Linked DNA regions of Mus musculus: all the other regions are linked to region 1. Evidence: chromatin contacts called from public promoter capture Hi-C data. All regions are on one chromosome and are shown on one strand. Each heading gives the region's core, a stretch centred on a gene start, on an enhancer-like site or on the middle of the called end of the contact. The rest is flanking DNA. Distances are from core to core; before and after follow the strand shown. Region 1 holds the start of Fam172a (family with sequence similarity 172, member A). Region 2 overlaps Mctp1 (multiple C2 domains, transmembrane 1). Region 3 overlaps Mctp1 (multiple C2 domains, transmembrane 1). Region 4 overlaps Mctp1 (multiple C2 domains, transmembrane 1).

Region 1 (5,969 bases), core at 1,714-4,213:
CAGAGAAACCCTGTCTCGAAAAACCCAAAAAAGTAAATAAATAAATAAAAGTTTCATGAAGATCTGGACAAAAGTTCACAACATTGTAAGGAAATTACAACCCTGTGCATGGCTGGTGGGAAAGAAAAATTGGTTAGTCATTGTGGTGCACAGTGTGACAATTCCTTAAAAACTTAAACATGGAATCACATTAGTCAGCTTTCTGTTATTATAACAAACACTAAGGTAGTTAGCATATAAAGAGAAAAGGTTCACTATGGCCAACAATTTTAGAGGGTTCAGTATGTCTTTAGTTGGCCCTATTGCTTGTGTACTTGTGGAAGGAGCACACTATGGTAGGAGCAGAAAGGAGCACATGGCAAAGCAAAGGGCTCACTTCTAGCCAAGAAGCAGAAACAAAGAGAGGAGGAAGGGGCTAAGGTCCCACTACCCTCCTCAAGGGCATGCCTTCGATGATGAAAACCTGTAAGCAAGACCGAATGGAAACCTCTGAGCACGACCTGATTCTTCCCCGTAGCACTTCTCTGAGGACGTAACCATAAAAGATGAGCATTCAAGATGTAAACTATTCCAAATTTTCATTTAATCAGCTTCATTTAAGGATATATAACCAAGAGAAATGAAAGTAAGGTAAACAGATGTTTGTGCACACAGCTGTATCATTTACAGTAGTAGCCAAAAAAGTAAACAATTCAAGCATCCACAGGTAAACAAATACATAAAAACTGATACATTTATACAGTGATTATTATATTCAGCTTTTAAAGGAAGGGCATTCTGACATATGCGATAACAATTGAAACGTAGGGACATTGTCCTAAGTTAAATAAGCCAGTCACAAAAGAACGAATGCTGTGTGAGTACACTCATATGATATGTCCACAATAGTCAGAGTCATAGACACAGAAAGAAGCTCCATTGTTGCCAGGGGCTTAAGAGAGTTAGCAATGAGGAGATAGTATTTAATATGTTACAGAGTTCATCCAGGAAAATGAGAAAGTACTGAAGACAAACAGCAATGATAGCTATTCAACAACATGAACATCATTTGCATTACTGAAGTCTTGAAATTGTTGTTGTTTTTCTTGTTGTTGTTGTTGTTGTTGTTGTCAGAGATGCCTCCTACTGCCCAACTAAAATATTTTATTAGGTACATTTTACTATAATGATAAAGAAAATGAAAAGTAAATTTGGTACAGAGGAGAGACATATTCACTAAATACTGACACTATTGGGCAAATCCAATCTAACAAAAACAAAGGGCAACATACATGACATTAACTGACTAAATGTTGCTCTTTATTGAGCATGGAAGTACCTTTACATGTGTACTGACCCTAGATTCTCCTCCCAAAGCTAACTAAGTTGGTGATCAATAAGCACAAACTATCATAAATGTAACAAGTCACTGAATACGCCTTCTCCAGACTACTAAGCCCTATATCTTTATTACTCCAGTGATAACAAATGTATTTCAACCTTAGAGCCTTTGTACTCAACTACACCATACCCCCCATAACTGTGGAATCCAGTTCCTCACTTAATTTGGATCTGTACTCAACAGCCCCTTCTCTCCTCCACTTGCTTCGTTTTTTCCTCGCTACCTTTCTCACTCCTGTTTATGCATCTGCATGAGGATTGATCTCCACCCACCACCAGTCCAGAACTTTCTGTATTGTTCACTACTATCTTCGCCGAACACAGCACATTATCAGACATACTGTTAGCGGCTAGTCAATACAAATAGATGAATGACTAGATCAATGCTCGAAGCTTTATAAATTCTATTTCCCTCCTGGCCTGGATTCTGTTCTCTATGTACAAGTGCAGCTGTAGTCTCGGCCAAAAAGCCATTCCAGGCAGCCCTTCGGTTCTCATCTCTTTGACAGGTTAAGGGACCAGACTCCGAGTTTAAAAGTAGGAAAGCTTACAAAATGCACCATACCAGTGCATACCAGTGCAATGACATTGAAACCCGAATTTAGCCTGCTCTGACTTAGTCTGAGAATGAAAAGGGGTATCTGTCCCTCACAAGAAAGGAAAAAGAATAAGGAGAAACAGAATACTTTGACAGTGCTTTAAGACAAGACCAACCATGAGCTTTAAGAGCACCACCACAATGGAGCTATTTCAAAACAAGGCAGTAACTGGTCCAGGCCACAGAACTTTTTCAATGCAGCTTTTTTGAGAATTTGGGGAGAATGGACAGTACGAATTGTCTCTTAAATATAGCCCAAACACTCTTAGGCAGAAGTTACTTGACTCCAAAGACAGACACTTTGGGAAAATGAGAAGCACGTGATGTGGTCTACTTCAGAAATAAGAAACTTACAGACAAATGTACACATCCTACTAACTACACATGATACAAGTTTTTGAGGGCATTTTATAAGCACACTTCAATGTTTGCTATTAATGCATGCCACAGCTTTGGTGGTTGACAATCTTTGCATGAAAACAAACAACTAAAAACAACTTCAACCAGACAACTGCAATACTGTAAGTGGAGGGTCTCTTCCTCTATCTAAGGTATCTGGTGAAAACCAGAGCTTCAGGGACTCAGACTCAGGCTAGCCACCCCAGGTCACACGTGTTCCTCCTGCCTGGAGAGTGGACAAGGCAGGTGAGGCAGCCCTTTTGCAAGATCTTGCACATAGGTAAGAGAAGTGACCCAGAGAGGACGCGTGGCTTCTGACAGTCAGGATCCCGGCGCCAGCATCCCGCCCGAGTCCCATCCAGGCCAGCCCCTCGGGGTCTCGCCCCTGCGGCGGCTGGCAGAGGTGGCCAGCGCAGTCCTACCTGAGCTCTGTCCCCAGCTGCAATGCTGAGAGGGTAGGTGCGAGGAGGCGTGGCCTTCCAGATCTCTGGGCGAACTCCCTTGCGCCCTGGCTCGGACTTTCTCTCTCAAGATCCGCGCCCCGACCAAGTTCGATTGCACTTCCGGGTCTGCAGGGAATTTAAACGTCATTACGCATGCGACGGCCGCGGCGCCAAGAACCCGGAAATGGGCGGAGCGAACCTCTACATCTGTTCCTGAGGCTCAGAGGGCAGTGTGTGTGTGGTGTGCGTTGTTGTGGCATGTCCCTGTCGTACGCTGCTATTCTAAACTATCCTAAAGCCTCGTTCTGAAAGAGGAATTTCAATATTCTCTGTGATGCTGGCCTTAAGCGAATTCCCCATGTCCGTCCATGGTTCATGTAAATTCACCCCACCCTTGATATTCAAGTTGAGACCTATGTTTGAAAAATTGTATTTATCACAAAATTAAGACAGGAAGTTAACCCTAATATCCTATTGAGAGCTAACTCAAATGAGAAGTATGTTGGTGTTCTGTTTATCCAAAAAAGGTCTAAAAATCCTTCTCTTTAGGGTAGAATAGTGGTGAGCAATAGACACAAATGATTTTAATATTTTATATGGTATTCTGATGTTTTCTCTGTTTTTTAATCCCAAAACCATTATTTTGCCAATTAAGGTCAAAGCATTTACTAAAGACACGAAGCTATGACTGACACCTCGGTAACTGTGAGGAAAGGCTGGTAGCTAGCAAACCTATATTTGTTATATTACCAGACAGGGAGTTCCAGAATTCTTGAAAGTATATTGTACCTCACTCCCATAATTTGTATCTCTTAAACTCAACTCCTGCTTCCTTCAGAACAAAGAGTGATGCAATTTATTGGCAGTGTGCTCTTACCCACTAAAATGTCAACTGGATGAAAACAGTGATTTTATCTTGCCTTTTAAGTATCCTCAACCAGGACAAGATGCCTGTCACAAAATATACAATAAACATCATTTGAATAAATTAATATCTATTCATTGCACTATTTGGAGAAACTTAATGGGAAGTCATGAGGGCAGTAAGGACATGTATGGATGGAGAAAAATGTAACAGGGTGTTCCTGAGGAAAAACATAACTTACTGAAATAAGCCAAGAATGCCTGGGTGGAGCCCATAACATTACAAAGTTTAGGGTTTCATTTCAGGCTGCAGCTCAAGTGGCTTGTAGGGTAGAACTTACAACTGAAGAAAAGCTTTGATTACAGTAAGCAACTTGAATTTTGTGTTTCAAACAGGGTTTTTTAAATCATGAAAAGCAACATAACATTTTCATTTTGATAGAATGACCAAAATAAACAAGCTCATTAAAAATAAACCTGAGGGGGCTCAAGGGAGAGTTCACATGTTAAGAGCACTTACTGTTCTTCCAGAGAACCTGGGCTGGGCTCAACAAATGCCTACAACTTCAGTTCCAGAGAATCCAATGCCCTCTGGCCTTTGGTGAGTTATATACACAAGTGGCTAACATAAGCTCACACAGGCACACACAAATACATACAAAAATCAAACCTCCTATAAATGGATAATCCTTGTCTAACCTTGAGGAGAAACATTGGACAAAATATGTAACTACTGCTTCTTCAGTCAATGTCACAATAAAGCATACATTGAAACTATTTACAGCTTGAAATCAGGGATGGCAATTCCCCATAAGATATTTTATTGTTGAGAAGTGTTTTGGCTATCCTGAAGTTTTTGTTTGTCCATATGAAGTTGATAATTGCTGTCTCCATGTCTGTGAAGAATGGTGTTGAAATTGTGGTGAGAATTGCATTAAATCTGTAGATTGCTTTTGGTAAGATGGCCATTTTTACTATGTTCATCAAACCAATCCATGAGCATAGGAGATCTTTCCATCTTCTAAGTCTTCTTTGGTTGCTTTCTTAAGGAATTTGAAGTTCTTGTCATATAGATCTTTCACTTGCTTAGTAAAAGTTACACCACGATATTTTATATGATTTATGGCTATTGTGTAATGTGTTGTTTCCCAAATTTCTTATAAGCATTTTTATCATTTATATAAAGGAAAGCTACTGATATTTTTGAGTTAATTTTATATCCTTCCACCTTGTTGAAGTTGCTTGTCAGTTGTAGGAGGTATCTGGTGGAATTTTGGGGGTTGCTTATGAATACTATCATATCATCTGCAAATAATGATACGTTGACTTCTTTCTTTCCAATTTGTATCCCTTTTATCTCCACTTGTTGTCTAATTGCTCTAGCTAGAACTTCAAATACTGTATTGAATAGATAGGGAAAGAGTGGGCAACATTGTCTTGCCCCCTGATTTTAGTAGGATTGCTTCTAGTTTCTCTACTTTTTTATTTATTTATTTTTCTCACATTTTTATTAGGTATTTTCTTTATTTACATTTCAAATGTTAGCCCCTTTGCTAGTTTCCCCACTGAAAACACCCTACCCCTTACCTCCTAACCCAGCTCCCCAACCCACCCACTCCCATTCCTGGCCCTGGCATTCCCCTATACTGGGGCATAAAACCTCCACAGGACCTAGGGCCTCTCCTCCCATTGATGACCTACTAGGCCATCCTCAGCTACATATGCAGCAATAGCCATTAGTCCCACAATGTGTTTTCTTTGTTTGGTAGTTTAGACCATGAAGCTCTGGGGGTACCGGTTAGTTCATATTGATGTTCCTCATATGGAGCTGCAACCCCCTTCAGCTCCTTGAGTACTTTTCTCTAGCTCCTTCACTGGGGACCAGTGCTCTGTCCAATGGATCACTTCGAGCATTCACTTCTGTATTTGCCAGGCACTGGCAGAGCCCCTCAGGAGACAGCTATATCAGGCTTCTGTCAGCAAGATCTTGTGGGCATCTGCCATAGTGTCTGGGTTTGGTGGTTGTTTATGGGATGGATTCCCAAGTAGGGCAGTCTCTAGATGGTCGATCCTTCAGACTATGCTCTGAACTTTGTCTCTATAACTCGTTCCATTGGTATTTTATTCTCCCTTCTAAGAAGGATTCTGAGCTTCTGGGCTAATATCCACTTATCAGTGAGGGCATATCATGTGTGATCTTTTGTGATTGTGTTACCTCACCTCGAGATTCATCCATTTGTCTAAGAATTAGATAAACTCATTGTTTTTAATAGCTCAGTCATACT
Region 2 (5,969 bases), core at 2,516-5,015, 950 kb after region 1:
CCTTAAACATCACATCATACCCTCAAATATTTATAACTTTATATGTCAATTAAAATATTGTAGTAAAAGAATCTTGATAAATGTGTTGACTAGTTTTTCTTCTAAATCTTTTTGCTTAGCATTTTAAGTATAAGCACTGTCAAGACACAACTATACTCAGTGAATTTTCTCCTTTGTATAATACAAATACCTCTTTCACAATTGTATTTGGAGTCTGTGCCTTCCACCAAGTTATGTTCATAGTGACAATATAGTAACAGTAGGCATCAGAACATTCTTTATTTAAAGGATGAATACTCATTTCTAATATTAAATCAAGCTTCAATTGTTTGTATTCAAATTAAAGATTTTTTTACTGGGCATATATGCCACATACTTTCTGAGGATGGCACAGTAAACACATTCAATAACCCTCCTGTCATGGAATTTGCATTCTGGTCCAGTGAAGTGGATGATCAGATAGAATAAGGAAGATTCACAGTATGGTGACTGTGTCTGTAAAACATTAGCAGATTAGGAGAAAGGGAATATTAGAAATACAAGTACATCAGACCTACGACAGTGCAAAAGCAAAGCAGGCAGGTGGCTTAAGGAAAGGGTGTCACAGTGGCTTAGGGAAAGGGTGTCACAGTGGCTTAAGGAAAGGGTGTCACAGATGAGGAAATGTCTGGTGTGCTTTGGGAACAGTCTATGTCCATTCTGATAGAAGGGTAGAGGAGAAAGGATTTTAGTGCAGTGAGAATGGACCACATCGTACATAGTACTTCATAGTAGGGCTTGGCTTCCACCCAGACCATGCGTGGGAAACAACCGAAGAGCTCTGAATAGAGGAGTTAAATTATTTTATTTGTGTTTTATTTTTTCTCTTGGGATTGGAGAAGTGGTACAATAAGTAAAAAGTATTTGTTGTGCACCTAGGGACCCAGTTTCAATCCCTGAAACACATGTAAAGATTGAAGAAGAGAACAGAACCCACAGTGTTGTCCTCTGAATTTGACATGTGTGCTGTGGCATATGCACAAACATAAACTGCATCATATAACATGAATACAAATATATTAAAATTTTAAATGTTCTTTATAACCCATATCTCACTGAAGTTGCAGTAATCTCTACCGCTCTTTGAGCCTTTACAAAACAGCTAACAACAATAATGACAAGGAAGATATGGAAGAGTGAGGTAAGAAAAAACAAACCCACATTGAAGTCCAGGAGCAAAAGGAAAATGGTCAGAAGGAAGGGTTTGGTCCAAGTTCAACAACCTTGTTCTGTCTGAGCATACTATAAGTAACCCCAGCTATGGATTCTAAGAACCTGAAGGTTTAGGTAGCTAAGGCAGCCCTTCAGGAGCCCTGTAGTAAAGAACTTAGCAAATGGATTTCAAATCATAGAGCTTAAGTGATTTATACAAGAAGTGCTAAGGGTAGAGTTAGCCCAGCTTCCATGGAGGGGGCAGGAGCAGGCTCAAATGTTGGTTACTACATTGGAGCAGACTGTGAGATGAGGAGAAGAGTAGAATGGCGTGGCTGCTGCCACAGTCTGCATGGAAGCAGGTGGCGGTCAGCCTGGAGGTGCAGTGACAGGGCTGATGAGGACTCCCAAAGATCCATATGCTGAAGGATCTCTCACACCCTGATGATACAGGAATACATATAGATTCTTCAAGAAGTGAGGCTCATGGCTGCAGCCTGGATGAAAGACTGGACTGCTGCTGTGTTTGATGAATGTGAGGGGAAAAAAAGAGAAAAATGTCACTCTGGTATTTTCAGTACTAGCAAAGAACAAATGAAAACCTTGAAAGAAGAGATTTCAGGCATTGGGAGTCAGGGGCGAACTCAGCGTGTCTAGATTGAAGCAACATCTTAATTGCTCAAATAGTAATAGTAGTAAGTTGTCTATGAGAATCTGGAGCTAAAACTATCCAGAGTGACTAGCATCTTGATAGTTCTCAGACTGTAGGTGGTGCAGGAAGCACATGAAGCAAAACAATATACTCACTGGAGGAGCAAGTGCTGGCAGAGAAATCCTGAGGGATGAATTCTGATGCATTTGATCTAGAACAATGGTTGGAGAGGGATAAGGACAGAAAATGCAAAGGAGTATCCAGAGCAGGAGAAAATACAGTATCTTGGGAGTCAGGTGAAAAATGTCTCAAGGTATGGAAGCCATCAGCTAGTTCCTTCTCTTCTGCTGGGCAAAGTGAAGTGGCCAGTGGGCTACATGGCTTGGGGGTTACAGATGGCCTGATGGAAGCAGCTTTTGGGGCAGAAGCCTGAACTCATGAATTCCCATAAGAATGGAGGGAAGAAGTTTTCACTGCTAAAACATTTATGCTACATCACCCCAGGTGTGAATCCACTTCTTTAATTGATAGTCTGACTTGCTTTTATCATGATCAAACTAGCCTTAGTATTGAGTTTTCATTTATAAAATAATCTTTCAAAAATATGTGACCCCCGCATTGAAAAGAAACAGCCAAAACAAACAAACAAACAAACAAAACAAAAACCCCAAACCAACAACAACAAAACAAAAACAAAAACAAAACAGAATAGCCCAAGCCCAAGCAAGGTGGGGTGAGGGAGCTTTGGCCTCTTCTCTGCCAAGCCTGTTTCCATCGAGAAGGAAGGGGAAGGACTGCATAGCATGGCCTGTGACACTTGACAATATTCAAAGTTGGAAATTTTTCCCAAAGAAAGAAATGCATAAACAATAACTTGTCACTATGAAATCAAAACGGAAAAGAAGAACCTCATGGAGGCGGTAGCTAGAGCAGGAGCCAGTGGGCTCCAGAGCCCCGCCCCCTTCATTCTGGAAAGAAGTGAATGAGCAGGTTCCACTGTTATTATCTGACTCCCAAGACAGGAACTGTTTCTGTAAACTACGAAAAGCAGTGAGTGTTCATGTAGCAGCTAAATTCTAACTTCCCAAGGAGAGAGCTACAGTCAGAGATACAGCCACAGTGGAGTGAGTCTGAGACTTGCAGATATACACTATGACTTAAGCTGGTGGGAAGCTCCAAAGAGAACAAAATAACTTTGAGTAAACTCTGACAGTCATATTTTTCTGAAGGGCACCGTGCAACAAAGATCGTCTTCCATTTTACAAGCATAAGGTGAAAACTATTTCTTAAATAGGTTTGTCAGAATCATTTAAATAAAAATGAAGAGTGTAGTATGTTGGGTTGGGTTCCTGTTTTTACTTTGACTAAAATTCCCTTTACTCTGAGAATTTACAATTAAAAAGAATTCTCTTTGGATTGTAAATTCAGTGGCTTGGAATGTCTTTGAAAAAATGTCGAAGAAAGATTCTTTAAAACAACAAAACCCTCCACATACCATGCTGTTTTTCAATGCATGTTTCCACCCATTTTGTTGCAATACACATATGTAACTGTCAAAAAATATAAAAGTAGGCTTTGTAATCAGAACACAATTCCTATCATTCAAGTGGTCAACACAAATAACCTTAACGCTGTAGAGAAATGTCACAGAGCCTCAGAATATATTTTGCTGTGTTATCAGATTAACATGGATCTGCCTCACTTGTGTTCTTTCTTTTTAAAAATTCTGGTACTCTTTACAGATTCATGAACTCCTAAGGGATTCCAAAGAACATCGTAGGGAGTTATAGGAAATAAAGCATTTTATGCTCACAATATGCTTTGAGAAAACAAACATTATCGCAGGTCATTTTCCAGCCTTGAATGTGTTCTTTGTTCTTCTAAGTGTCTCATGTCAGATGAAATTCCTCTTTCCCAACTCCCATAACTTTGTGCACAACAAATCTGACATCTGGAGAAAATTTCTGGCTATCAATTTGAACTTGCCTGTCCATCAATGAGGCAAACCTGCCACCTGCTGGTCATTCTTAGAATCTATGCTTTTCATTTCTAGGCGAGTGCTGTAATGATTGTAGCTGGTGATTGTCTTATTTCCCCCTTGTTCCAAAACCGTCTACATCTTGAGCAGCATTAAAAACAGTTATGGGTGTGGTTGTTTTTGAAATAGGCTGTTCTGTACCCAACACGGGCAGTAAATCTGCTGGGAAGCATACCCTGGCCCTTCCTTTGACTTGCCCTCTGCAGTTGGTGAGGAAGAAGGGGTTTCTGTCATGGAATCCACACCCTAGCAAACATAAAAAAAATTCTAGAAAAAAAAAAAGAAGGTTCCTTCCTTCGAAACTGTAAACATCACTGGCAACAACCAAATTTAAAGAAAACATTCTTTCTACAAAACCTTGCCATGTCTAAGGTAAATGAAACAGCAGTTTGCACAAACCTTCCAATAAAGTCATCTCTTTTCCCAGCATCTTTGTCCCAGGCAGTGATGTCCATGATCCCACCTCTTTCTTCATAGAGATGGAAATCAAATTGCTCCCTCCACTGAGGGTTCAAAGTTTTGGGCATAATCTGGAAAGCAAAAAAAAATATTGTATTATTAATAGCAGTATTTAAGAATCAATTTGAGACAAGGTAGAAAGTCTTAAGGGCGGTAGTTCATTCAACCAAAACTTCGGGTGTGTACATGTATTTCAGTCAGTAAACCATCTTTGTTGCTTTGTTGTTATAGATGTGTCCAGTAAAATCAAAAGTAAGTCCTTGATTGTCTTACACAACATACACAAAAAAATGAAATTCAAAGGCAAGGTAGCCTGTCCTTGAAATAACTCATTTGGATACTGACAGTTATTCAGTCACAGTTTCTGTCTGAAGGAAGAACACATAGTTAGTTATCTTGTAATAAAAGAAAACGGAAATACCCAGAGTTCCTGTTTCTCCTTACTCCTCATGCCCCTGGATGACTAAAGTGCATGAAAAGCAGACAGTGGGCTGTGTGGGAGTGGAAGTAAGTAGATTTGGGGCAGCTCAGCACACTTTGTCTTTAGTATTTAATGTTGCTGTGCTATTCCACTCCACATACAGGGAAATGGCACATATGTGTGCTCTTCATGTTGCATAAACAACAGGACCTTAAGACTGAAATTTTGTGATTTCAAGAATTCAGAGAAGATATCTAGTAAACTAGTAAACTAATTTACCTACATTAATGTGCTAAATATTCCATTTAGCATTTGGTTAGGCTGAACTCATTTTGTTTCTTTGTCATTCCTTTTTTAAAAGGTCAAATATAGTGGCCTTTCCTCTCTTTAGTATATGGCTGACAGATATTTATATGTGAAAAGTTTGAAAGCAATGATGTATGTATATGCAAGGGAATGCAAATGAATCACAAGTTTAAAGTTCATAATCTGAATTTAATCTACAATATATCATGGACAGGAAGATCAAATAGAGACATGTGCCCATAGTGGGGTTCATATTTCATATCTAAAGAGGAGAATTATAAAACTAAGCATAGTATAACATGCAAATTGTGTCAAGAGAAAACAGAAGTGGCCATAGATACCTATGTTTGGAAATACTAGGTGTTTTAAAATTCGTTCTTAAGCTCCTGGTGACAGACATAGATGGGTGCTGTGATAATTCAAATGTCCTTTGCAGCTTAGATGAACTCCTTCGGCATTTTGAAACATGGAACAGTTTTTTAAATCTGTTCCTAAACAGATTAACTTTTTAGTGTTTGATATTAGGATTCTCTTTTCCATATACTTTTCTTCCAGTTAAAAGTTATATCTAAAATTTCCGTGTGGGCTTCCGTAAGGCTACCAAACACCACTGTCCGTTAATGAGTCGGTTTTGTATACTCTGAATTAAGTACTGATGAAGACTTTCTGTGCTAGAAGGAAATAAGACAGGGTGTTGACACCCCCCCAAATCTATGCAGATGAGTCCACTAAAGGCAAGAATTTTCTTTTTTTTACAAAAAAAGAATGTGATCTTTATTATTTCAGGATGATGGAGCACTCATCCCAACCCGTCTGTAAAGGCCAAAGCTGTCAAAATTACACATAACAAGATGTAGTCCTGGACAGTAAGTCTTTGTCATTCTCATTAGCTTTATAAACGT
Region 3 (5,969 bases), core at 1,477-3,976, 910 kb after region 1:
CAGCATGATTTTCTAAAACAGTACTCAATACAAAGATTACCTCTTAATCTCTGCTATAAACAACTGTTTATCACCAAAATTTTATTTAAAAGGCTCATTTGGTTGGATTTAGTTTAAATGCACTTGTGTCTCTTTTTAAATCCCTACAAATCAAATGTTTATCAATGGGGACCTTAGGTAGCAGGGCTATGTATGGTTCTGATGTTTCCAGGTAATGCTATGTCCCACAGCACTGATAAAATTGGCCCAGGGTCTTATCTCAGAGCTCACTCAATACATTAAACCTGGTAGGAATTCTCCCCTAATGACGGGGAAAAGTTTGATGGAAAGGGTTTGGCACTTTAATTTTTCCAGGAGTGATTGAAACCAAATTTCATTGTGACTAAAACAAATATTATCAGTCAGAGTCATTTCGCTCTGGGATGCTGAGGGGACAGCCACAGCCACACTGAACTAGGGTTTCAGTTCTGAGCCCCAGGTTCACATTTAGAGGGAGGGCTGATTAGAGTCTGAATGATTCATTCTCCCAGTCACCTGACATTTGACAATTTATTGAAATTTCTATTGTTTAGACCAGTGACACATAGATTATAATAAAAACTCAAAGAAAAAGCAAATAATATTAGTTTAAAAATTAATTTTATGAAAAGCTTTATCAAGGGTTATTCCCACATAGTTATTTATAGATATTTTAGGAGGTCTCAAAACCTGTGTGGTTTTTGAAGCTAGAAATTTCCATAGCAGAGGAATCCATGATTTGCTGTGAATCCTTTCAGCCCTCAATAGATGGGAAAAGATTGAAATGCTCTGGAGAGGAGCCTCTTTATTTTTTTAATGAAAGGCTGTATAATATATTTTCTCTATGGCTGCAGCAGCTGTCAGAGAGAGCATCGTGGTTCAGCTCTATTACAGGAGAGGCAATACCCCATCCTATGGCACAGAGATGCTCTGAGGGGCCAGAGCTGATTGACAGCTTGTCACCATGACGTCTTATTCCATCTCTGTTATGGAGAAAATTAATGTCACAGCACCAGCCTTATGACTTGCTGTCATCTTAGAGCCGCTCACCTTTTATCAATGCTCTAAATAACATTTCAAGCCCAGCGTCTCACGGTGGACAATCCGGTCAAGGGACATTAAATCAGATGACTGTGAAATGTCATAATAAAAATGGAATGCTAACAACTTCTTCTCTAAACCAGCTCCTCTGGTTTTTAAACTGTGACAAGGAGGAGCAGGGGTTCAGCAAACCCGTTCTAAAAAGGTCAAACAGCAGCTCTTGGACTACTACCCATTACTACCCGCCCCTATTGACCTTCCCTCTTCCCCTCCCTGCAAAGGCGAAAAGAACAAGAAAATGGAATTAGCCACCTTTTCAGAATGTGCTGATCAAATAGTAGCTCACACAGGAATGTCTGGTTAATTCGTGGGGTTTCCCTGTTGAGCAGTGACAAGATTCTCTAGAGCTGTTTAATATCAGAGCGGGGCAATTCATTACTTTCTCTACCCTGACCAGTACCAAATCTAAACGAAGTCAAATTCTTAAGTTTAACCTCAACTTTAAATATGCACACACGAGTACACACACACACACACACACACACACACACACACACACACACACACACACACACACACACACACACAGCATGCGCATGTATTTTAGAAGAAGAAACGCTGGGATAATCCACTAACAAGTTGCTTCCTCTATATGTTTCTTCAAAACAAGGGATATTTTAAACCCAGTATAAAATCCATTCATTTCATAATACATAAAGTATAAAATCCTTTAAAACCGCCAAGACGTTGCTCTTTGTCCTTGCAGTGCGGTGAGTTAACACTAATATAGCGCATGCGCTCTTCTGCATTACCGCTTCTTGGCAAGTATGTCTCTAGAGGGAAAAAGGAAGACCTGTGCCTGAAATCCAGGGTTACAACAACGCATATTTAAACATGATTTAGCTTTTAAATAACGGAATATTTATTAATGGAATGGAAATAGAAATAGCTGTTTAAAGTAAATCTATTCAACAACAACAAAATAATCAACAATAGGTAGATTACTTCTAATTATGCAGAGAGCACTATCATTTTCATACATGGACGGTATCAAAATAGTGATCCAGTAACCACAGACTGAAAATGCCCAGATGAATTTTCATGTTAAGATAACAATTAATTCCTTCACAGTAGTTTTAATTCAGATGGCTCATTTCCCAAAAAATAAAGAATATATTTTAGTAGGGTATCAAAATGTGAAATTGTTTCCATAATTGCAATTCTATATTAGAAGATACTACACAAAAACTTAGGTGCTTAGGTGGTTTAAAAATATACACTCTTTAGCCCTGCTAAGTCACCTCTCTCTATTAAGCCGTTTATGATAATACTATTGGTGGATGAGTTGTACAAGCATTAGCAGACAGCTGATTCAGTGGAGATAGCCAGAATAAATTTGCTGAGGCGGACATCCTGCTAATCTGTTTGAAGAATATTGTAGAGCATTAGCACCAGCACTTCATGTTATCTGCACAGCCTGATAAGGTACATCTTTATTAAATTCAGTTATTGAAAGGATGTCAGTCAGCAAATAGGAATATTTTTTAAAAAGCCATTCTTTGTTAGTCAGAGCTTGGTTTCATGGCTGAGTGTCTAGAGGAGCTGTCTAAACACCTGGCAGTGCTGTACAATACAAGCTTTGTGATTTTAAGTGGAAAAGCTTTCCCCTAGCTTCATGGGTACCAAGCCTTCATTGAGAGACAATGGTGGAGCAAGAGCTCCCCTCTCTGTTCATTCAGGACAACTACACGGAGGAAAAGGTATCCTGAAAGTTGCTGGGAAATAGAAGACTGGACTGACTCTTTGAAGGAGATAAGATTTGAGAAGGGTGATTATTTATTGGCTCTCTATTCTACTCTTCCATCCCACCCTCAATCAGTGGGAAGGAGGCTACCTTTTAATTGCATTTTACGGTGACTTTTTAAGTTGAAGAGGTGAAATTAGGTTTTCTCGTAAACATCACTTGTGGATATTGTTCAGGTCCCAACCTCTCAGTATGCAGTAACCTCATTTTAGATTTAGAAAGACAAGTCTTCTTTGCAATTACATAGAACCAAGGAGTAACATTAAAATGATATATAAATTTGAGTTTCCTTTATGGAAAGTTTTATACACACACACACACACACACACACACACACACACACACACACGATAAAAATCCAGAATATGCTTTGCAATGGGTTTTGAAGATGACCAGGCTATAGACATCAATGGGCAATGCCCACTGTAGCTCCTGCAGAGCTACATGGTATCTGCATGAGTCTGTCTTTTACCCCTCAAACACTTCCTCTGAAATATCCTTGTCAGTCTCTGTCCACTGTTTACGTCCTCATATAGTCACACTGGATTTGGAAGGAAGATCATTCATACGTACATATCTCTTTAATATCTCTTCCCGCTCCTTCTGGTCCTCCATGGAATTGACAGAGAGGTCAGAGATACAGACTGTGGCCGAGGCTGTCAGAGTGACAAGCAGAACCAGGTGGCCCTCACCCTCTTCCAGATGTAACTCCAGCTTGTGAGTTTGCTCCCTACTGAGGGAAGACAGGTCAACCTGGCACCTAGAAACAAATGTTTTGAATTAGCAAGTGGCAGTTTTCACCACATCAAACAGAAATGGGTATGTTGGAGTCCTGTGAAAAATAAAGCGATAGAAATACTATCTGAGCCAGTAAAAGAAAATCAACTGATTTTCTTCACAAAATTCTGGCCTTGGCAATAAAGCTGTTACCTTATTTCCTGTAATATACAGACTTAGGAAGTTGGAATATTATATCCTCTGATACACGATTCATGAATTGGTGGAAGTACTTGGACCAATGCAAGCTGAAGCAAACTACCAAAATCCTGAATTTCTATGCCACTATTTCCATTATGACTGATCCTTCTCCCAATTCATAAGTGTCATTGAAAAGTAAATAGAACATTTAGTATAAAGAGGTAAAGTTTTACATTTCGCAAATCATCCTCACAGTACACTCACTAAATTTATGTCCTCCCAGGGTAGCATAATGTGGGAAGACATGATGTATGTGCCAGTCTTCAAGTTAAAATACCTTGCATTCTTTTCATAAACATGTCAATTGATTTTGAGGAGGCAGGTAATATAGTAACTATAAGCCTACTAACCTGAGAGAATGGGGGATGACAGAGGAAAAAACATTTCAGGCAAAAAACAGGGCTGGTAAGATTGCTCAGTGGGTGAAGTTGCTGGCTGCTAAGCTTGGACATCTGAGTTCAAACTCTGGGACCCACATGATGGAGTAAACCAATTTCTACAAATTATCCTTTAACACATATACTGTGACACATACCAAAAAATGTATTAAAATTAAGAAATAGCCAATTATCAAAATAAATGTTATCAACATATCATAAACTATATGAATTCCTATCAGGAAGAGCTAAAATTAAATTCTTATTTCTTTTCATTCTTTACTCCAGCAACTATTTAAAGTCTTCAGAGATTGTACCTGAATTCAAATGTGTCTCTTACAAGATTTTAAAACATGAATCAAAGTCTGACATTCAGTGTTTTGTGTGCACAACATTAACAATGACATTAATTTAGCACATACCTTGTGGTCTAGTATGTGCTAAATGTTATTATTAAGAGAGTTTGTAATTAGTTTGTAACACTTCTGGCAAGACAGCTTCTCGATGCTAGAATAGGTACCAGGAACCTCACTGATCCTGATAATACAGCATTCAGTTCAAAGTAATATCACTAATTCTCCTTAATGGTAAAATAAAATAAAATAAAAACCCCGAACATATCAAATGCCTTATCTAACATTCTAATTGCAATTAGAATGAAGTTCTCAATAACATCCAGAGTAACTTGAAAGCTAAAATACACCAATGAATAATAATCACTCAAAAAAAGCAATCAAAAGGAGAAAAGAAAACAATTTTCGTGATCTTTCCAGCACTGGGCACACTGCCTGGCCCACAGTGCTTTACTGAATGTGAACAACTCTCTGGCTTGGGTCAGGAGTAGACACTAGGTAACTGAATGGGGACTGTGATCAGGACAGAATGTTGGCTGAGCACTCTTGGGACCAAGAAGGCTCTTTTATTCAGTTTACTTTTTTTGTCCCCCACATGTACTTCCCAGGCCTGTCCTTCTGTAGTCTTGTAAGGGATGTTGCCTTGCCACACACAGAAAGGAAGGCATGGGACCAACAAGCCTTCCACACAGTTCCCTTCCAAGCTTACAGCCATGCACATACTGCATGAAGATTACTCTTCCTCTCTTTAAGAGTTGGGGAAAGTGCTCTCAAGATAATCTGCTGAAAATATAATCTCAAGATAAATTGTATAGTGGCAACTTTCAGATGGAATCAGACCCATAGATTTAGTGTGTGTGTGTGTGTGTGTGTGTGTGTGTGTGTGTGTGTGTGTGTATGTGTGTGTGTTTGTTTGTTTGTTTGTTTTGTGGCAAATAAAAGTTTAATTTTAAATGTAATAATTTTTAATACAGGACAGACATTCATTAGTGAATGCCACCAAATCTGCCTGTTGCTAGGCCACTCGCTCTACTTATCCCAGTAGGTAGTAAGGATGTGCAATTCCTGCAGTTTGCTCCTTGCCAATGAAAAACCAAGAGGCAGGGAGGATCCATGATATAGACACATGCAGTTAGAATTTGAGTCAGAGTCAGTCCCTGGTCACTGGAATGAATGATCCAGTCATTCTCCTCTACAACACTGTTACTGAATAACTACATTCTTGGAGGGAAGTGAGCAGTTAGCAGTGTTTCTCAGAGATGACCAGACATTTTAGTTATAGAAAACATCTCAGTTTCTAAGTATAGGGTTGTGTTGTTCTTGTTTCAATATTGTAAACAACATATAAATTAGGGAAGCAAGATACAAGTTATGTTCTTCTAACACAAGAACATTTCC
Region 4 (5,969 bases), core at 1,353-3,852, 780 kb after region 1:
GCATAGGTATTCTTACCAAATTTTCTAGGCAAAAAAAATCTACTTTAATTCTTCTGACCTGCCTGCTACTCTAGGAAGGGGCACTGGGGCCAGATAACTATGCCAGTCTTACCAGCAAATCTGAAGGAGAATTAGCCTGGTTGCCAGCATGTTTACACATGGGAGTCTGAGAACTGGAATCTGTAGGTAACTCCTGGGACTCCATTTCCACTTCTAGTGATTTAACTCCTCCAATCCTTTTATGAAACAATGAAACAGCAGCAATGCTTTTCAGAAGGTAATGGCATTGAGCACAGTATGAATTCCGTGGAATTTTGGCAAATTATAAGTCTAACTGTCCCAAAGTCTCATGAACTAAAACCACTGAAGCTCCTGTTCTGCTTGTCATTATTTTCTTTTGTGAAATAAGTGCTTCTAGAACTTACTGCCACAAATCTAAAAAGGCCATTGTTAAAGTGAATACCCATGGCAACAAGAGAATGAGCATTGGCCTTTTGGTAGAAACTTGAACTGAATATAAACAGAATTTTACTTAAAAACTTGCATTTTCTATGTATTTAAGAAACAGACATTAATGATAAGAGGAAATTTGTGAGAATAGGAGATGGGAAGTTATAAGGAAATTTATAGTTTCTATACAATAATATCATTGCCACGGTTTCAAGATGATGTGAAATCTCTCTTTTTCTAGAGAATAAGTTTATATATGTATATATATATACATATATATATATATATGTGTATATATATATAAGTTTATATATATGTGTGTGTATATATATGTGTGTGTGTGTGTATATATATATATATATATATATATATATATATATATATATATACATATATATACATATTTCTCAAAGGTCTTGTTACCTAAATGTGGGCCTTGCCCACTGCCCCGGTGCTCTCCAGGATAAACTACTTGTAAAAAGTAGCAGGTAGATGACTTCTCTTGCCAGCACTCACTAAGGAGCTGTGGGTAGTTGGGTAGTTGCTCGGGAGGGATGGCTGCCCTTTTCTGAGGATGTTACCACTGTGGATTCCTGTGCCTCACACTCATGCTCATATGAGCAGCACTAACTGGACTTAATGGGTTACAAAAAAAAAAAAACAAAACAGATATGAAGCTTGGAAGGAGAGATGTAGAAAATATGGAGGGAACTGGAGGGGAAACAATGAGGAGTGAGTATCATTGTATACATGTATGAAATTCTCAAAAATAAAGAAAAAATAAAAACTTACTTCTTTGCCAGTTTAATATGTAAGGTCTTAAGTAGAAGCAATACTCTACAGATGGAAAATAACTTACTGTTGTTTGGGAATAATTTTTTTTCTGAAATAAAACTTAAGGAAATTTGGTTAAAAATGGTGTTTTTTTTTATTCTTTCTCTTTTCCATATTGAATAAAGAACTGAATAGTCTCATTGATCAAGTCAATAAAGAAAAGCTAGAAACTTACATTTATTGCTTTACAATATAGTATTCTTACCGAAGTAGTGAAAACACAGTTGGAGGGAGCTGTAATAGCTGCCATAATGCATTATCATAAGCTTAGTAGCTGAAAACAAATTTATTGCCTTATATTTCTGTAGTTCAAACGTCCAAAATGGGTCTCATGGGTCAAAAATCAAGCTGTAGGCAAGACGCTGGGGCATGGTCCCTGTGCTTCTCACAGCAGCTTCTACAGGCTGCCTACATTTTCTTGGCCTGTAGTTCCCTTCTCATGCTCAAAGGCAGCCACAGAAGTGCTCTGCCCTGCCACAGTCAATATGTGTTTTATTGATTCAATACTCAGGTCTTGGCCACTTATTTCCCAGGGGGAAGGACTTGTTTCTCTGCAGTTGTTTGTTGGTCCACAGAGTCTCCTCCTGCTGGCCCAGTCTGCACCACAGGGTGCTGTTTGGTTGTAGATCCAGAGCCTGCACTTCCTTCCCTGTAAAACAGGCTTTCAAGTCTTCTTTCAAGTGTTCTCAGTGGCACTGAGAACAGAGGCTGGCACACAGCTTGGCTTTAGAAGAGCGTGGATCCCATGCCACCTGTCAAACAGCTGGGGAAACTCAATCCTCAAATGCTCCAGCTGTTCCAACCACAGCTTTCTTCTTGCTGTGAAGGCCTTGAGCCCTGAGCTTGGCCACAGCTGTACAAGTAGCTGCCTCCCGCCATTGCTCCAATGGTCTCTTCCACTTTTAAGGGCCCTTGTGATTATATGGAGTCTACTCAAATCCTGAGGATAGATAATCTTACTCCTTTAAGGTAAAGTGTTCACAGATATTTTATCTGTTATAGTCATTCCCTTATGCTGTGAGGTACTCAAACCCATACTTCATGGATTTGGCCTGAAGAGCATGTTTTGTCTTGTTTCACCTACCCTCCCATATCCACATACTGTGTCCCTCCCAACCAACCGCTCCCAGCTCTGCCAGGGCAGTGGGAAAGAGCATCAATGCTACATCAGTGAAGAGGTCTGAAACTAAATAAGGGCAAGCTGTAACAATATATCTCTCGTTGTTCTAGGTAAGGACTAAAGGAGGGAATGAATCTGAGCTAATCTGTAACTGTACCTTTAATACTGTCTCTTTCCTGGGAAAGGCTGTAAAGCAAGGTGAGGGAGATTCTCATTGGTGCATTTAAAGACAGCTCAGTAGTAGGAGCAGAAAGAAAAATCAAGAAGGCACGGATTTCAGTAGTACAGCTGTAAGGAACTGATTCTACCAACAGGCTGAATCATCCACTGAAGTGGATTCTTTCCTAAATCCTGCAGATAATAACTCAGTCTGCCTGTTCCCTAGGAGTCTGACTCTGAGCAGGGCAGCCAGCTGACTATGCCTGTAATTCTATTACAACAACACAACAACCACAAATTGTTTTATGCCTTAAAGTTTGTGGTACTAAGTTATACAGAAACAGAAAATGAATAAAGGATTACAATAGTATCCCAGTTGAATGTGATTTAGGATTTCTTAAATTTCTTAAATCAGAGAATTTTCTTGTTTCCTCTCATTCTGCCTTTCTCTACAGCCTCGATTGGCTTCCTCACCATGCAGTTATTTCACTGAATGTAACTGGAAAATGCAATTTTGTCAGATTAAAATCTCCTCTCATATCATTTAGAGCTATCTCTTTCTTTCCTCCCTCACTGCTGGTTTAAGAAGCAGAGATGTATGAATCTTGGGTACAGTGTACACATGTTTGAGTTGGAGGATCAAACCAGAAGATTCAGATTTCAAGAATTAAAGCAACAATCTGTACACGCTGAAGAGACTCAAATATGTTTCATTCATTGCATCTAACTATCTGGAAACAAGGAGCCATGACAAAACAGCTGAAGAAAAGGGAGAAGCTGTGTAGGCATAAATGCCTGAACTCTTTCCTATCTTTTATCAATAAACATTACTAGAATGTAATGCATTTGAATTCATGCTTTTCCTGCGGAAACTCAGCACATTGACTTCTGCTTTTTGACACCACGCCTGAATCTTATTACCAGTATAGGGCACACTGTGGGAAGCATGCTGAAACTTTTTAAAGTACAAAAGAGGATTGCTCTTCGTTAATTAGATATCTGGATTATGCAGATGGGTCACTTTATGATTTATATGGTGTGGTGTGAACACTATTATATGCTTGCTGATAGCAACACCTAGAAAATTTAGTTAAACTTCATTTTGCTTATAGTCTATTAGGGAAAGGAATTGGTGTTAGGTTAAAAAAACATATCAGACTGGAGCATTGTGGTTGAGGGTTGGAAGAATGTTCTATGGATAAAGAACTGTAGTATGTCTGATGGTTAATTCAGAAAATGATGTTGTCCCCAATACAGTTCAACAGTGCTCTAACACCATGCAGCTATGTGAAAATATTGGAAGGGAGTGATTCATATGCCAATGTCACCATTGAAAACTGATTATCTTCTGCATTTGTGAAAACCATTGGAACTGGGTTAAGAGAGAGGCATTTAAATATAGATTTGAGCCAATGGAGACAATGGACTTTATAATGAAGGGTTAGTCTGTGACCATAACTCTCTACTAAATATGGAAGAACTTTTTAATAAAAAGCTAGTACAACAACAAAAACTTAAAAGGCATAACTGGAAAAGCTTCAAAATTTGGTGATCCAAGTGAATTACAGCTGAGCTTCTACCTATTTTTATCAATGTCTTTCCTGATACTAAAGCCAACACTAAAGAAAAACCATTGCAAAGCTATTATGTCAAGTAATTAAACATTACTTCACGTAATATATCTTTATGGGTTTCCACTTCTTTGAGCTATATCTTCTCTACGTGTGCAAGTATGCTGAGGGAAAATACTACATGCTCAAATGAAATAAAGGACTTCAGTGTATGCTCATAGGATCTTGTCAAGTAGCCAACGACTTGCCCTTTCATTGTGAGGGACTAATGTCAATGCTGTTCTAAAGAAAGACACTTTTCATAATCACTCAACAATCTGATAAGTGAAAGCATGTGCCCGGGCTGAAGCGAAGCCTGCCAGGGGTCTCTGCTGAATGAGAAGCATGTGCTCACACTGTGCCACGTAATACCCCATTTACCCCCAAGTCCAAAGGTTAGAGGACTAATAGCTGCCTTGTGGTAATCAGGAAAAGCAAGACACTGGCTCCGGTGAAACATCTGGGACATATTTTACATACTTGCAACATATGCTTCAGGTTCAATTAAAGTGAGGCTTTGGCACATTTATTAATTTCTTTACTTTTATCCTGTAAGAGGACCCACTGACCTGACCTGACTATTATGCCATATGAGAAAACACAGAACTAATGAGTGCTATGGGCCAGTACTTGTTCATATGGTAAAAAAACACAATTGTTTTCTCATGAAATTCCTTTATGCATGACTCAATACACAAACTTTAAGTGAAGGAACCAATGAAAATTTTACAATAGGAACTGACTTTTCTCCCACTGATAGCTAAACTAACAGTGCTTACTGCTGTGAGAACCAAGCAGTGGGCACAGGAGGTAGTGAATGGATGCTTGCAAAATCCATTCTTCTACTTTTCTCTTAACAAATAAAGGTTATAAATTTCAAGATGCCTTCTCTAAGAGAACTTAGAAGTCTATTGCAAATAACTACAATTGATATTTCAGGTTCAGACACAATGGTCATGCTATCAATTTCATTATGGTGATAAAAGGGGGGGGAAGAGGACCCCACCCATTCAAATAAAGAGCTGGGTTATAAATAACAACCAGCTCATAGTGAAAACACACTACTTGTCTATATCAGCTACAGACAAATTCATTTGAATTTACACAGTAAATGAAGCCCTCACTTTCAGTCTACTTTGATAACTAGATCTGAAAAGGTGTGAGAACAAGGGTGTCAATTGCAGATAGCCAACCTCTAGTTCACTGTATACACAGTGCCTGAGAGTTGGTACTTTTATCCAGACATGTTCAGTCATCTGTATTTTGATAACTGGTTAACTAGGGATGTCTGCTTGTTGACTACACCTACCTTCTCTATTTAAAAAATGAACAAGGAAAGGGAAAGACATACAACACCAACAAACTGTCTAAAAATATATAGGGTTGGCTTTCAGCAAGGAGAGATGAAAGCAGTAGACTTCACTGCAGTTTCTATTTATTAGCATTTCTAGGGAAACGCCTGCTGCTGGGATGGGTCTTTATGGTGGCTTTAATAATAAAGCAGCAACAAGCAAGGGAGAATGGCCATAAGTGGATGGCAGCTCAGTCTTTATCAACAGAGAAGTTGATGATTCAGAGCTGGCATGGTGAGTTAAAGTACAGGCTCTCCACAGCTCTCCAACTGACCTTAACAATAAATCAGGCCAGTTATTGCCAGGGGTGTGTGTTCATGTTTTTTAACTTTAAAACCAAGCACTCCTCTCTCTCTCTCTCTCTCTCTCTCTCTCTCTCTCTCTCTCTCTCTCTCTCTCTCTCTCTCTCTCTCTCTCTCTCCCTCCCTCCCTCCCTCCCTCCCT

What was found. Promoter capture Hi-C pulls out the DNA fragments that hold promoters and counts their contacts.
Region 2: a contact with region 1 is called in a promoter capture Hi-C map of hippocampal neurons, with 3 times the contacts expected there. The contact joins the enhancer-like site here to the promoter of Fam172a in region 1. A contact is called at or near these places in 5 of 39 promoter capture datasets (the C10 cell line, cranial neural crest, hippocampal neurons and 2 more).
Region 3: a promoter capture Hi-C map of second pharyngeal arch cranial neural crest shows a contact between it and region 1, with 4 times the contacts expected there. The contact joins the enhancer-like site here to the promoter of Fam172a in region 1. A contact is called at or near these places in 8 of 39 promoter capture datasets (the C10 cell line, the HPC-7 cell line, cranial neural crest and 5 more) and 1 of 115 datasets of contacts at active chromatin or transcription factors (astrocytes).
Region 4: a promoter capture Hi-C map of the HPC-7 cell line shows a contact between it and region 1, with 7 times the contacts expected there. The contact joins the enhancer-like site here to the promoter of Fam172a in region 1. A contact is called at or near these places in 9 of 39 promoter capture datasets (the 3T3-L1 cell line, the C10 cell line, the HPC-7 cell line and 4 more).

The regions. Positions count from the first base shown.
Region 1 is chr13:77,705,684-77,711,652 of GRCm38.p6, reverse strand. Fam172a (family with sequence similarity 172, member A) reads right to left here and starts at 2,963. Exons shown (of 10, transcript NM_001163419.1): 1 at 2,800-2,963.
Region 2 is chr13:76,758,132-76,764,100 of GRCm38.p6, reverse strand. Mctp1 (multiple C2 domains, transmembrane 1) reads right to left here. Exons shown (of 21, transcript NM_030174.3): 8 at 4,281-4,411. Among named protein-coding and RNA genes, the nearest start is that of Gm24519, 160 kb to the right of the region's middle. Within about 2 kb of position 3,765, at least 8 of the 459 cell types and tissues checked have an H3K27ac peak or open chromatin away from gene starts, as enhancers often do.
Region 3 is chr13:76,799,013-76,804,981 of GRCm38.p6, reverse strand. Mctp1 (multiple C2 domains, transmembrane 1) reads right to left here. Exons shown (of 21, transcript NM_030174.3): 9 at 3,437-3,623. Among named protein-coding and RNA genes, the nearest start is that of Gm24519, 200 kb to the right of the region's middle. Within about 2 kb of position 2,726, at least 46 of the 459 cell types and tissues checked have an H3K27ac peak or open chromatin away from gene starts, as enhancers often do. A contact at or near this core is called in second pharyngeal arch cranial neural crest, where this site is marked.
Region 4 is chr13:76,926,839-76,932,807 of GRCm38.p6, reverse strand. The region is part of intron 17 of Mctp1 (multiple C2 domains, transmembrane 1); the gene reads right to left. Among named protein-coding and RNA genes, the nearest start is that of Slf1, 210 kb to the left of the region's middle. Within about 2 kb of position 2,602, at least 3 of the 459 cell types and tissues checked have an H3K27ac peak or open chromatin away from gene starts, as enhancers often do.